2 separate regions of the Pelodiscus sinensis genome follow, and region 2 is linked to region 1. Evidence: chromatin contacts called from public Hi-C data. All regions are on one chromosome and are shown on one strand. Each heading gives the region's core, a stretch centred on a gene start, on an enhancer-like site or on the middle of the called end of the contact. The rest is flanking DNA. Distances are from core to core; before and after follow the strand shown.

The links. A called contact is a pair of places that touch in the nucleus more often than the background predicts.
Region 2: a Hi-C map of liver shows a contact between it and region 1, with 5 times the contacts expected there. The contact joins the promoter of ARRDC5 here to the promoter of DPP9 in region 1. A contact is called at or near these places in 3 of 5 Hi-C or Micro-C datasets (liver and an unstated tissue).

Annotation. Positions count from the first base shown.
Region 1 is chr19:23,027,119-23,033,442 of ASM4963464v1, forward strand. DPP9 (dipeptidyl peptidase 9) reads right to left here and starts at 2,571. Exons shown (of 21, transcript XM_075903056.1): 1 at 2,382-2,571; 2 at 444-533. The coding sequence starts at 499. It overlaps TRNAG-UCC (transfer RNA glycine (anticodon UCC)), which reads left to right and starts at 2,955; the gene lies at 2,955-3,026. It overlaps TRNAV-CAC (transfer RNA valine (anticodon CAC)), which reads right to left and starts at 3,321; the gene lies at 3,249-3,321.
Region 2 is chr19:23,203,015-23,209,455 of ASM4963464v1, forward strand. ARRDC5 (arrestin domain containing 5) reads right to left here and starts at 4,857. Exons shown (of 4, transcript XM_014569028.3): 1 at 4,399-4,857; 2 at 10-998. The coding sequence starts at 262. UHRF1 (ubiquitin like with PHD and ring finger domains 1) reads left to right here and starts at 2,278. Exons shown (of 17, transcript XM_075903059.1): 1 at 2,278-2,444; 2 at 5,518-5,680. The coding sequence starts at 5,528.

The DNA.
Region 1 (6,324 bases), core at 1,321-3,820:
GAACAGGCCACCTTTAATCTTGCATTCAGAATTTTGCAACCACAACACAGAAAACTCTGAAGATGTCCAGATGTTCTTTTACCATCATGCCTAGTCCACTACATCTGACAAGGTTACATGGCTGCAGGTTTTGGGAAGGGCAGGGAAATGTAATAGATTTAGGCTGAAGAGGACAGCAATGGTCGGAAGCAAAAAGGATTTAGGATTTTAAAAAATGCAGACAGAAAGGCATTTAAAAGCCTGGAATCTAAATTCAGTAGCAAAGAGCTAGTTTTCTTCCAGTGTTTCAGGCTCTATGGATACAGCTGGATTTAGGACTTCATGGGCAGAATTAACAGGTGTTGGTTTATCACAACCATCACTCATTCATAATGTTGATTGTGGCCCTCTGATTACTCAGCCCCAAAGGCCGTATGTGCCAAGATAGAGACTAGGAAAGTTACCTTCTCCAACTTCCTGCAGTCTCGTTTTCCAGACGAACCCTCTTTATCTTCTGCATTAACTGCTCAGCAAACCTTGGGCAGGACAGAAAACTAGAGGAGGAGAGAGAAAAAACAGACCTCATGTAACCACAGTTTCCCCAGCCATGGGCATTAAGAGTCCTCCATCAATCATATTGCCAGCACAGCCTGGGACCTATTGAGCAGCCCAGTTCCATCCCCAATTAACATATGGGAACATTCATATCAAGGTATTTTTAAGAGGTGGATTTCCTAGTTCCTCAGCACTGAAGCTCAGTGAACCATGCAGGTAATCGGTAGCTTTTTCTTCTGCCAAATTTCCAGTTAAATTCTTCTGAGGGATCTCAATCTTTAATCCCCAGATTTCTGAGATGACAGAACGGCCAGGGTCACTGGCCTTTACAAGATGTTCTTGTTCCTTAAGACCATAAGGTGGAATGTGTCCTTGATGCCTAACTCCTCTTACACTCAAAATCCTCAAAGTGCAGTGGGACCTCCCTCATTTCCCATGCCCTCAGAGAGCTTTGGATTGTGGACACACCCCACATCTGGAGCATTAATAGCCTTCATTAACAGACCCCTGAGCCCATCCAAACAACCACCATTTATCCACCCAACAGTACATCAGGGGAGAGTAGGTACCAAGGCTATTTCATTTGCCCCCTCTATCAGGGAGAGCTGCAGGCAGTAATGTTCCCTCAGTTCTCGAAAACTCAAAAGTGGGGCTAGGCAGAAACATCCAGTAATTTTGTGACATGAACCGCCCCATGATTGGCGTTGGGTAATGACCTAAGGGATACCCCTTTACAATTTCTTAGGGCAGTGATGCTCAGACCTCCATGCTTCAAAAGCCAAATTAGGGATCAACATTACCCAAAAAAGTCACAGTAGCGTGAATTCATTGTTTCATTTCTAACAGCATTATTGAAGAGGAAATGCTTAGGTCATATAGCTATAGAATTTTCACAGCAAATAAATTAAAAACTTGATACCGTAACTGATTAATAACACAGTAAAAGCATCCTGATTGGTTAATAATTAAACCATACAATGTTTTGCTGCAAAAAGCTGCAGGAGAGGCATTTAAAGAGCCACTTGCTACTTACAAGCCGCAGTCTGAACATCACTGCCTTAGAGGGCCAAATTCTATGCAGAAGAAACACAGCTGTGCCCATGGAGATGACCCAAACTAATGGCACCTAAGGAATCAGAAACCTGACTGAGAGGCGGAGGACATGGACAATTCTAGTCCTGTCAGCAAGATCCTCAACTACCGCTGTGCTTACAAGCCCCACAAGGATGCAGTCACCTCCAGGCCCAACAGCCTTAAATGTTAACCTGCCGTGAGCTGGAAGCTCCCAGACCCGTCTCCCCCAAACAGGCAAATCAGTAAGAATTGGTGCAGAGAGAGAAGCGGTTTGGCAGCCGCCACCGGCCTGAGCGCAGAGGGGGAGCAGCCCTGCCCGAGCGCCTGTCACGGGCAAGGCCCAGGAGGCGGCTGTTGGCCTGTGTCAGAGGGAGCCGGCTGCCTCCCAGGCGATGCCAAGCCCCAGCGTGTGTCGCCGTAACCTCCGCCCCGGCTGCCAGCAGCGTGAGCCGACTCCGGCCCCTCCCTGGCGCCCCCACCCCACCCGCAGCCCAGGGGAGCTGACTCCCCCTCCCTGCAGAATGGGGGGGGCAGCGACATGTCCCCCCTCCCCCACTGCAAGGCGACTGGGTCGCGGCTCCCCATCACCCCGGGGACATTCGGGGAGGGGGAGCCGCCCCCCCCGGGCGGTGGGGACCCAGGCTCGCGCCAGAGATGCTCCCCCTCCCCCCCGCGCGCCATGGGTCCCTGCGGGAGGGGACGTGACCCCGCCCCTCACAGGGGTGTTGCCCCCCCCGCTGCCTCAGGCTGGGGAAGGGGCTCCCCCCACTCACCCCGGGGCTCGGCGTCCTCCCCCGGCCGGGGCGGCTCCTCAGCGGGGAGGGGGGGCAGCGGCTGCTTCCATGTCCCGGACACTCAGACAGCAGCCCCGGAAACGGGGAGGGGGAAAGGGGGGGCAGCCTGCTCGCGCGCGACCTTTAACCCGGAGGCGGAAGTGCCCGGTCTGGGCGAGAGGACCAGCCCGCCCGCGGGAGGGGCATCAGGGAGAAGAGCTGAGGAGGAACCACTCTCGAGGATAGGGGGGCGTGGGAGGAACTACTGCACGGTCGGGAAGGGGTAGTCGCTATCCCAGAAGGGAAGGAACCATTCGACAGGGAAAGGGAGGGTCCATGAAGGGAATTAACCCTAATGAGAGGAGGGTGAGCCACGGAGAAAGAGAGGGTTCTGTCCTCTTCCTGGAGCTTGGGTGATCTCTCTACCAGCCCTCCCTCTCTCCAACACTGACACTGGTTTACATCTCAGAATACCTTTCGTAGGAAGTACCCCCTTCTAATTGTCGAGAAATGGTACAGTCCCACCTCCCTGGAACTCTCCTATAGGGATCTGAGAATTTTGTACACACAAGCGCGTTGGTGGTATAGTGGTTAGCATAGCTGCCTTCCAAGCAGTTGACCCGGGTTCGATTCCCGGCCAACGCAGCTGTCTGGCTAATTTTTAAAATTCCTTTTAATTGTATTATTTGTTTTAGTAAATTGTTTTAAATCATCTACCCTTAGTTGAATAAGAATGAATAATGCTTAACACTAGGGGCAGCCGGTAGGAATCTCTCTCTGCAGAGTCATGGCATTTAATTTTAAATGAAAATCAACTTTTTTATAGATTAATAAAATGTGATGAATATTAAATTCAAAAAGCCATGTTGTTCCCGCCCGGGATCGAACCGGGGACCTTTCGCGTGTGAGGCGAACGTGATAACCGCTACACTACGGAAACCTATCTCAGTAAGAGTTTACATAAATATATTTCTATAACAAGTTGTATCAAATGGGGTTTTTTTGTTTTTTTTTACTAATAAGATTTAATACAAATATTAGAATTTACAGGTTGTTTTGATATTTATTTTGCTCAGAGCAAACACAGAAGAACAAGCCAGCATCACTTTAGGAATGTGATGTGCAATGTAAGCCCTAATTATTTTTAATTTAGTAATTAATGGTTGGTTTGTTATTAATTAACACCACATTAATATTAATGTTTTTACCGTAAGTTTAAGTTCACAAAATGAAAACAGGATGTAATATCAATGCTAAATAGTATAGATTTGTGATTGATTCCAAAATATGTTCATTATGAATTGTATAAAATACAAAAACTGTGAATCTGTTAATATAGTATGTAAAAAATTCACAAATCACTTTGGAAATAACTAAAAGTAATACAATATCTCAACACTGCAATGAAATTTCATGGCTCCTAAATATTAAGTTTATAAATTCATTACTGATTATTAAAATAAATGTTAATTATCAGTAACAATTAAACTACACTCTTAGCTTGGTTGTTAGTCAGTGTTAGTAAAACACTTTGAACATATTATAAAGTGAAGTCCAAGTCCTAAGTATTATTGGAACCAATGTTACAAAGTACTTAAGCATGTACTTAAGCATAAGCATGTGCTTATCTCATATTGGTTTGCTGAAAAAGAAACCCTAATCCAGCAAACACTAATGTTTGTGTTTTAATTTCAAGAGTGTGAATTTACTAAAATAATGAATTTAATTATGTCCATATATATATATATATATATATATAGAAAATTGCAGGATCAGGGCCAAGGGATGAATTTCAGTGTATTTTCTGTTCATTCTTATTCTACTCCATGGGTGCTTCTATGTTCAGTGGCAGTTATGAGCTTCAATACTTTTAAGGATCTGGGCCTGAGGGCCTTCCAGTCATGTATTAATTCATGTATCGGATTCATGTCACTTGTTTGCCAACCCTAAGCACTGAAAATGTATGAGATAGGCTCTCAAAATCATGAGATTAAAAAGAGAAAGTAAAAAACTTGGGGGCGGGTGTTATTTTCTTCTTATTTCAGAACCTTTAGGGAGTTCTTGCTTCACGTTTCCAGATTTCCTTTGCAATCAGGAGAGCTAGAAACTTATATTTTTTTCAAATGAAAACGAAGAGTCTTCAGGACCTGGGGGTGCTTTAAAAATAAGCACCACCAAATACTGCAAAGACTCATGATAAAATTGCAATGGTGGGCAACACAGCACGTGCTTAACACTAGGCACTTGGGTAAGTGTTTGGTTGAATCAGGGCCATCGTAATTACATCTCAATTAATTAGTAGTATCATCTATTAAAGGTTAGTAACAAATACAAAGTGCAATATATCCTTGTGCAGTGTGGATTCCATCCCCATTGACATCAATGGAAACCAACGTGTTGCAGGATCCATCCCATGGTATTGGCAGATCGTACGTTTACACAGGAGATTTCAATACCCAATACTGCTCAGTTGCAGAAGAGTTAAAATGCCGGTTATCTGCAGATCCATGCACAGATCAAAGGCAGCCTATCTCCCTTTTGGCCCTTTGTGACTAACCCTAAAGGGAGGAGGCTGACCTGCGGAGGAAGAGAGGCGTCTGTCCCCCTCCTGGAGGCCAGTGACAGAGGACAATGATTTGGTGTGCTTCCATATTTGTGGTGTCCCACCCATGGGTGGCGGATATAAGAGGAAGGGGAAGGTAATGCCTTCCCAAACAGCCTGCCTGGCTCTGCCCACACTCTGCCCCCAGACTCCCCCTTCAGTGTGGCTCCCGCAGCCTCCTAGCTCTGTCAAGGCTGGGGCTGTGCTGCTAGTTCTCCTGGAGCCAGGGAGCCTGGGGCCGCATGCCGCCCTCCTTCCCTCGCTCCCAGGGCCGGGAAGGTTGGGATCGCACACCCTCCCTGTGCTCCCAGGGCCGGGGAAGACTGGGTCTGCATATTCTTCTCTTGGGGCCAGGGAGGGCTAGGGCCACATGCCTCCCACCAGTGGGTGGCCTGTCCCTACAGTGTGGGGGAGATTTGACTCCGGGGGGGGGGCTCGGGCCACAGGACGGGGCTGGCGGCTTGCTTCCTCAGCCCTAGTCACCCACTGGGACTCCCGATTTTCAGAATGGCTGAGAATAAAGAAGCTCCAACGGAAGCAACCGGGAGCTGCGTCGTGCTGGGCTCCTCTGAAAATGAGGGTAAGTGGTCACTTTGTAAATTTGGCCGGAGTAGGCATCTTCCATGCATATCCTCCACTCCGCTATCGGCCCCAGCTCCTTGCCTTAGGCCTGGGAGTCGCACACTGAGCCAGTCAGGAGAGAGTGAACATCCCGAGAAGAGGTGACCATTATGTTATTCCAGCAGCTGGATTAATTTGCCTGACAGCCCGAGGGAGGTGCGGGTCTCAGCTTTGCATTGCCTTTGATTGACTTGCATTCTGTATAGCTCCTGGGTGCTACCCCAGCCGTCTGTCTCCAAGCCGTGGCTAGTGTGGTTGCAGCTGCCACCAGGTGTCAGCAGAAGAGCAGAAATAAGGCCAGGCCTCCTGCCTCCCCTTGCACAGCAGGGACCCTGTTGCCCAGGAACGAGTGTTCCAAGCAAGGGACAGCAGCAGCAACAAGAGAGCTGGGCGTGGACTTCCGAGCAAGACTTGCAGAGGGGTGAATAGGGGAGGTGGTGCCCCAGATCTGAGACTCAGCAGGCATGAGCATCAAAGTGAGGGCTGAGCCAAGTCCTTTGCCTGCTCCAAGACTCTTAGGCAGAAGTCCCTGCCTGCAGGCAAGAACTGCTGTGATACACCAGGTGTGTGTGTTTGGGGGGGGGGGGGGGAATCTGCTCTCTGTGGCCACCACACAGCACCACAAGGGGGATCCTCAGCACAAGCAGTAGTTCTCAAAGCGCTTTTGTCACTGTCACTATCCCCATTCTACAGATGGGAAGACTGAGGCTGAGAGAGGTC
Region 2 (6,441 bases), core at 3,607-6,106, 180 kb after region 1:
TTTCCTTACCCTCTATTTTGAATGTCTTTGTTTTATTGATGTAGTCAGCCTTGTTATTGCAGACAATGTCTCTGCTGTAATCCTTGTCAGCATTCATCTCTTCATTCCACTCCAAATAGCCTCTTCCCACGAGCTCTACCTTCACTATGGGGTCGATCAAAGAGTTGTTAAGATTCAGAATCACTTGGCCATCTATGCCAGAGCCTGCCAAATACACCTTATCTTCAGGCAGCACCAGGTTAATTGATTTTACCACCGACATCAGGGAAGAACAGAAGCCTGCTGTTATCTGTGCTTCCCAAGGATCTGTGTATGTCTGTGATGTCAAAGGTTTGTGACATCACTGCACTTACAGAGAGTGCAGAGCCTGTTTGGCTTTGACAGCAGCAGCAGGTGCCCTACCACTTTCAGGATTTGCCCCAGTTATGAAGTTTTTGAGGCTCTTATTATTTAGTCTTTGTTGATAATGTGTAGAGGCCCCAACTGTGAGCAGTGCCCTGTTGTGCTGGGGTCAAATATACATTCTAAATAGACAAGACAAACAAAGACTGGGGGAAGGATAGAGAATGGAACCCCAGCGTTGTGATTCTTAAGACTCCTTTGGGGATTTGATTATTCCTTACAAAGTGGAGACACTTCAGGGAGACAGTTTGAGGACTCATGGCCATCAAAGAAGGATACTGCTCATCTTTGCCAAGTTTCCTTGGAGCTTGCATTCATTACTCTTTGTCAGAAGGTGTCTTCGGAGGCGTCGCGAGGAATCTGTCTGCTGAGAGTTGTTTGTTCTGCCACAGTTGCAGGCTGAGTCATGCTCCATATTTCTCCTGCTTTCTATTTGCCCCATGGGAAGAGCTGGGCCTTTGCCTACAGACCAACTTTTCTTTCAGGCACTGACTCTGATTCAGGGAAGCAATGAAGTCCATGCTTCAGGTTTGGTACCTCTTTAATTCCTTTGATGTCTCGATTTCCTTTGCTAAACTGTTCTCCTGGGAGGTAAGCTGAGGGAAAGAGTGTACCCTTGAGCACAATGAAATTAAATGGGTGCGCTTCAGAGGTGTCTCTATAGATGGGAAGAACAGAGCCTTCTCTAAACCTTTTTTACTCCATACCCTTCCCCTTTTGTGGAAATATGGGTGTGTCTAGATTACAAAGTTTTGTCGACAAAAGTGGACTTTTGTCGACAAAACTATACCTGCGTCTACACTACCGCTGAGTTCTGTCGACATAACGTCGACAGAACTCAGCAGTTTTGTCGACACTGGTAAACCTCATTTTACGAGGCATAACACCTTTTGTCAACAGAGTTCTGTCGACAGAAGGTGTTATTGCATGTAGGATTGTGTCTAGACTACAGGGTTTTGTCGACAAAGCAGCTTGCTTTGTCGACAGAACTGAATGTAGTCTAGACGCTCTATGTCGACAGAAGTTTTGTCGACAGTATCTGTCGACAAAACTTCTATCGACAAAACCCTGTAGTCTAGACGTACCCTTATGTGTCCAGCAACTCCTTCCTCACTAACCCCTTGCCTGAAATCTCCTGTGGTATGTGAAGGAAGATGAGAGTTCTGCTTGCTGGAGGCAGCAGCTCTGACTGCCTATCCTTGCTGAGGAGCCCAGAAATGGGGAAGAGGACTCAAGTGTTTTCCCCAGTAGGGATAGATCTCTAGCTTAGAGGTGACAAGCCAGCATTTGTTACCACAAGTACAGCACAAGCCAGGGGGATGGAGCTCAAACTTGAATGGATGGGAGGTGGTTGCTCAATATGCGTTACCTCAGCTGACCCTTCTGAAAGTGAAGGAGACTCCCCTTCTATTTGTGGGTTATTTCCTAGACACATCCTACACTGGGCTGTTAAACTTCATCCCTGTTCCACCCCAGAGGAGGCAGCATTTTCCTAGGGAGTGGTTTGGCTGAGAGGGGCAGGATTTTGGGGAGGGGGGAGGCTTTGTACCCATTTTACTCCTGGAAAGAGCTGACCTCTCCCCAAGGCAGGTTGGAATTAGCCCAAACAACCAGGGTTAGTCTCATTTTCTGGGCAAGGATGGGGACAAAGCCCCAGGCACTAGGCAGCAGCCCCCCTTATCCAGGGGTCAGCCCATCGCTGGTGGCAGAAACTGCGATCCCCGCGCCGCGCTCAGCATCTCGCCGGGGGGGGGGGGAGGGGGGGACATCGCGCCGGACCCATAGAGCGTCTTGGGCTCCTCCCCGTCTTCCTAATTCCCGCCACCAGCGTCCAATCGGCGAGAGCCCGCCCCGCACCGGGCTTTTCCGCGCCAAACTCCAAAGGCAGCAGCCGGTTGCGCCGGGGGCTGCAGTTGTCATCCTGCGAGCGGCGCTTTCTGCAGCCCTTCGCCCCCTGGGCAGCGAGTAGGCCGGCCGGGAGCAGCGTCTGCAAACAGCGTCCTTCCCCCCTCCAGGCACCCGCGAGCCCGGGGTTGCAAAAGGTGAGTGGCTCGGGGCGACCCGGGTCATGCAGCGCGGGCAAGTTGTGTCTGTTGCAGGCTTTGCAACGTGAGCGGGGCGCAGCCTTGTGGCAAACGGGAGACTTTGCCTCCCGCGCTCTCCTCTAAGTCTCTGCAAACTCGGCGCTCCTGTAACTACCAGCTGGGAAGGAGCCGGCAGATGCAATACGTTGACTGTTGCATATGCTTGTAAAGTGCTAATTACAGCGGTGCGAGGGAGGGGAGGTTGTCTAATCAGTGGTATCCGATAGGGAAGTTGCTCAAGTGGAAGATCAAGCCACTGCAAAAGTCTTGGTGCCCCCCTACCCCTTATGAAATATCAACGCGGAATGAAGTAATTTTTTGTTTGTTTTAAGTCTGTAGTAGAAAGCGGGGAGGAGCGATTTCCAGATGGCTTATTCACTGACAGACAGCAGCTAGGAATCAGGGGATCCACTGAGCCCGCCTCCCAAGTGCAAACAGAGAGGGCAAGTCTCTGCCAAAAAAAGCGTCTTGCTGTAGCAGCAAATGCCAACGGGCAGGGAGACATTTTGAAACTAGCAGCGTGTTTGTAATGTCGATGTTTAGAAAAAAGGGATCTTGCTCGCACAGGAAGCATCTGGTTTGGCATTTGCAAATGTGAGATACATACACGGTAGCTGCTCGTTTCTGCGAGAGAGAGTCTGAGTCTTTTAAGCGGGCTGTCTTTCCTCCCAACTCTGTCCCTTACTCGCAATCTCTACTAGTTCAGTGCATGTCAGCAGAGTTTAAAATGTTTTGCCCATATTTGTACAGTGCAACAGTTAACCGGATCTAGCATAATACATGGATTTTACCTTTCCCCATCTCCCAAGTACAAAGCAGAGACAAAGTTATCCGTGCTTCGAGTCCTGAAATGCAATGGGAAGAAAGGCAGTTTGGAGATTGCAATCGGATTTTATTTTTAAAGCCTATTTTTAGAGAGGATAATACATTTAGAACAGAAATCCAATGGCAGAGTCTCCGCCCGCATCCGTCACCGCGGCGAACAGGGAGCAGGCCCTTTCAGAAGCTGAGCGCTCCATTCTTGCTGCTGGGTGTGGAGGCGGAATCTAGAACCGTTGCAGTTGTGTGTGAAATTAATTTTTGAGGAAGATGGGATTGCAGATGGATTGGTTTGCCGTTCAGTGCGCAACTTGGAAACACCTCTCCCGACACAACAAACAAAGCTAAAACAATTGAAAGTTTAAAATGTCTTATTGCCCGCTCGGTGGCATTTGGAAGCTTGCCTGTGACTTGAATTCTGGTTGTACCTGGAGAGAGCCCTCTGCCTACCTACAGGTTCACTGGCAGAGTGAGACAAACCAGGAAGTCCCTCCAAGCTCACGCAGAGACCGAGTCACTGTTTTAAAAAACCGGTCCTGCTGTCTAAAACTCAAACCGCATATTATGACCTCTTTGTACCTACTTACCTTCCTTCCTACTGACTTTCTCGATGAAGAGGATTTGCAAACTGCCATAGATTACCATCTCCGTGTCCCCACCCCCGCAAGTACTCCCTGAAATTGGGAATGTGTGTATTTTAAAAGGCCACCCGTGCAGCTAGTAATAGAACTATAATAGTTGGCAGTAGCACAGCTTTTGTAGCAAAATGCAGGACAATGTAGCACTTTAAAGACTAACAAGATGGTTTATTAGATGATGAGCTTTCGTGGGCCAGACCCACTTCCTCAGATCAAAAACCGGAAGTGGGTCTGGCCCACGAAAGCTCATCATCTAATAAACCATCTTGTTAGTCTTTAAAGTGCTACATTGTCCTGCATTTTGCTTCAACTACCCCAGACTAACACGGCTACATTTCTATCACTATTCTACAGCTTTTGTAGTAACTCGGCCACCGAACATGCAAAAAAAGGTCCCTTCATCCTAAACGCATTGCAAGCAACAATCGGACAGGGAGTTAGGTCCATGCACTTACCCTATTCCTTGAGATGCAAACATGGGAAGGCCGTCTTCTAAAGCTTGCACTTGTTTATGCTTGATGTAGTAAATGTGTGTGGGGAGGGGGAATCGGATTCGCTCAAGACACATTTTCAGCCTATGGTAATTTGGACTCCTCCCACTGCAGAGCGTATGAGGTCTCGTTTGCATTTCAGAGTCTGGCAGTAGAACGCTCTCCTTCTTTGTAATGGCTTGGTTTGCGCTTGCACCTGGTATGAGTTCTCATTTGCAATGCGCTGTGTAGTTATGTCCAAACCAGAAACTTGCCCCGGGGGCAAGCAGACAACGCACTAAGGATAAGGGAGTGTCCTATCCCTAGATGCTGTCAGGCTATAAAACATGCCCTCTATGAAGGCTAAGGAACGTTGCAAAATATAAAGGGGAGAGTGGGGGAGACAGATTGCACATTCATTATTCCATGCGCTAAGCCCTTGCACCCCTTCTTTAATCCTCTAGTAGAGCGGCCCCTTTAAAGCCTTGCAGCTGTCTCTTGTGATTTACATAATCACGCGATATGTTGGGAAAGGGGGGGGGAGAGAGAACTCCGCGAGACTGAGGAAAGCGTTTCAATTGTGGCGCGAGATACAGTTGGCGCGCGGCGCCCGCCCGCGAGAAGGGAGACGGCTGGCCGGACACAGCCTAACCGGCTGGGTTGCGGGGCGGGCGTTTAGGGGCCATGGGCCAATCGGCGTTGAGGCCGGCCGGCTACGAGCCAATGCTGTAGGAGGAGCGGGCGGGCTGTTCGAAGGGGAGAGCGTTAGGGTGAGAGGTCTCATTGATTCGGTGGCTGAAGTAGCCCCAGAGAGTCGCCGTCGTCCACGCTGGCTTGGCCTCGACTTGTGGCTGAGGTGGGTGTTTGGGACGGGAGCGAGCAGCCGGGGGAAGGGGCCGCGGTGAGGTCGGGGGGGGGTCCGGCCGGCGCTGGGGAGGCGGGCCCTGGGGCAGAGCTCCGCGGACCCGGGCTGTGGCCGGGCGGGAAGGGCTGAGGCGGGATGGTGCCTAGGCAGTGTCCCCCCGGAGCGGGGTCTCGCCGCCCCCATCCCGGCTCGTCCCTGCCGCGAGGTGCGTGACCCGCTCCCCCCTTTCTCCTGGGCAGAGCCGCCGCCATGTGGATCCAGGTGCGCACCATGGACGGCAAGGAGACCCACCGGGTGGACTCGCTCTCCAAGCTCACCAAGGTGGAGGAGCTGCGGCTGCGGATCCACGAGGTGTTCGGCGTGGAACCCGACCGGCAACGCCTCTTCTACCGGGGCAAACAGGTACCCACTCCAGGCCCTTTATCCACGTAACGAGCCAGCGCCCTCCGAAAGACCCCTCCCAATCTCCTCCCTGCCCCCCGGCTGCACTGCCTCGGGCAAGGACCCTGCCTTAAATTACGCTCAAATGACAGAAACACGTCTAAGGCGCGTGTTAACTGGGCGCTCACTGGAGTATTGACCTTGTAGTTAAGTATTCGAGCTGGCTGAGAGATGAATGCACCTTAATATTGGTCAAGGTATGTGGCGTTGTCTTCACGGACGAAAAAAATAGTGTTCCCATTTGACACACACTACCCCTTATTTCACCCTTTTACAGAACTGTGGTGAATCTTGTACTGGTGTGTGGCTTCGTTTGAAAACTGACAGTTTTCTGATTACTGTACTGGCAGAATGTATGGCAACATTGTGTGTAAAGTGGTAGGATATGGAGTGGAAGATTTGTTTCATGTCTGGGAAGAGCAGCCAGGTAACCGGGAAATAAAATCTCCTCTTAATGAGGTGATGGGTCCATTCTTTGGCAGGAAAAGAGTGGGTGAAAATCTAAAATCTTCATAAAACAGCTGGGGATTCTTGTGCAAATAGGTTCAGGAGGCAAAGTCTCAGCTGGAGATCTTTCTTGAGGAAGAGAGGGAACTATTGTATAAGGAGGGAGATGCCCCAAATTATTCTTCCCTTTCTCTACCCATAACATCTACAATATCTGAAGAACAAAGGAAAGTTTTGGACTGGGGCAGGGATACTGACTTATAGAATTTCAATTA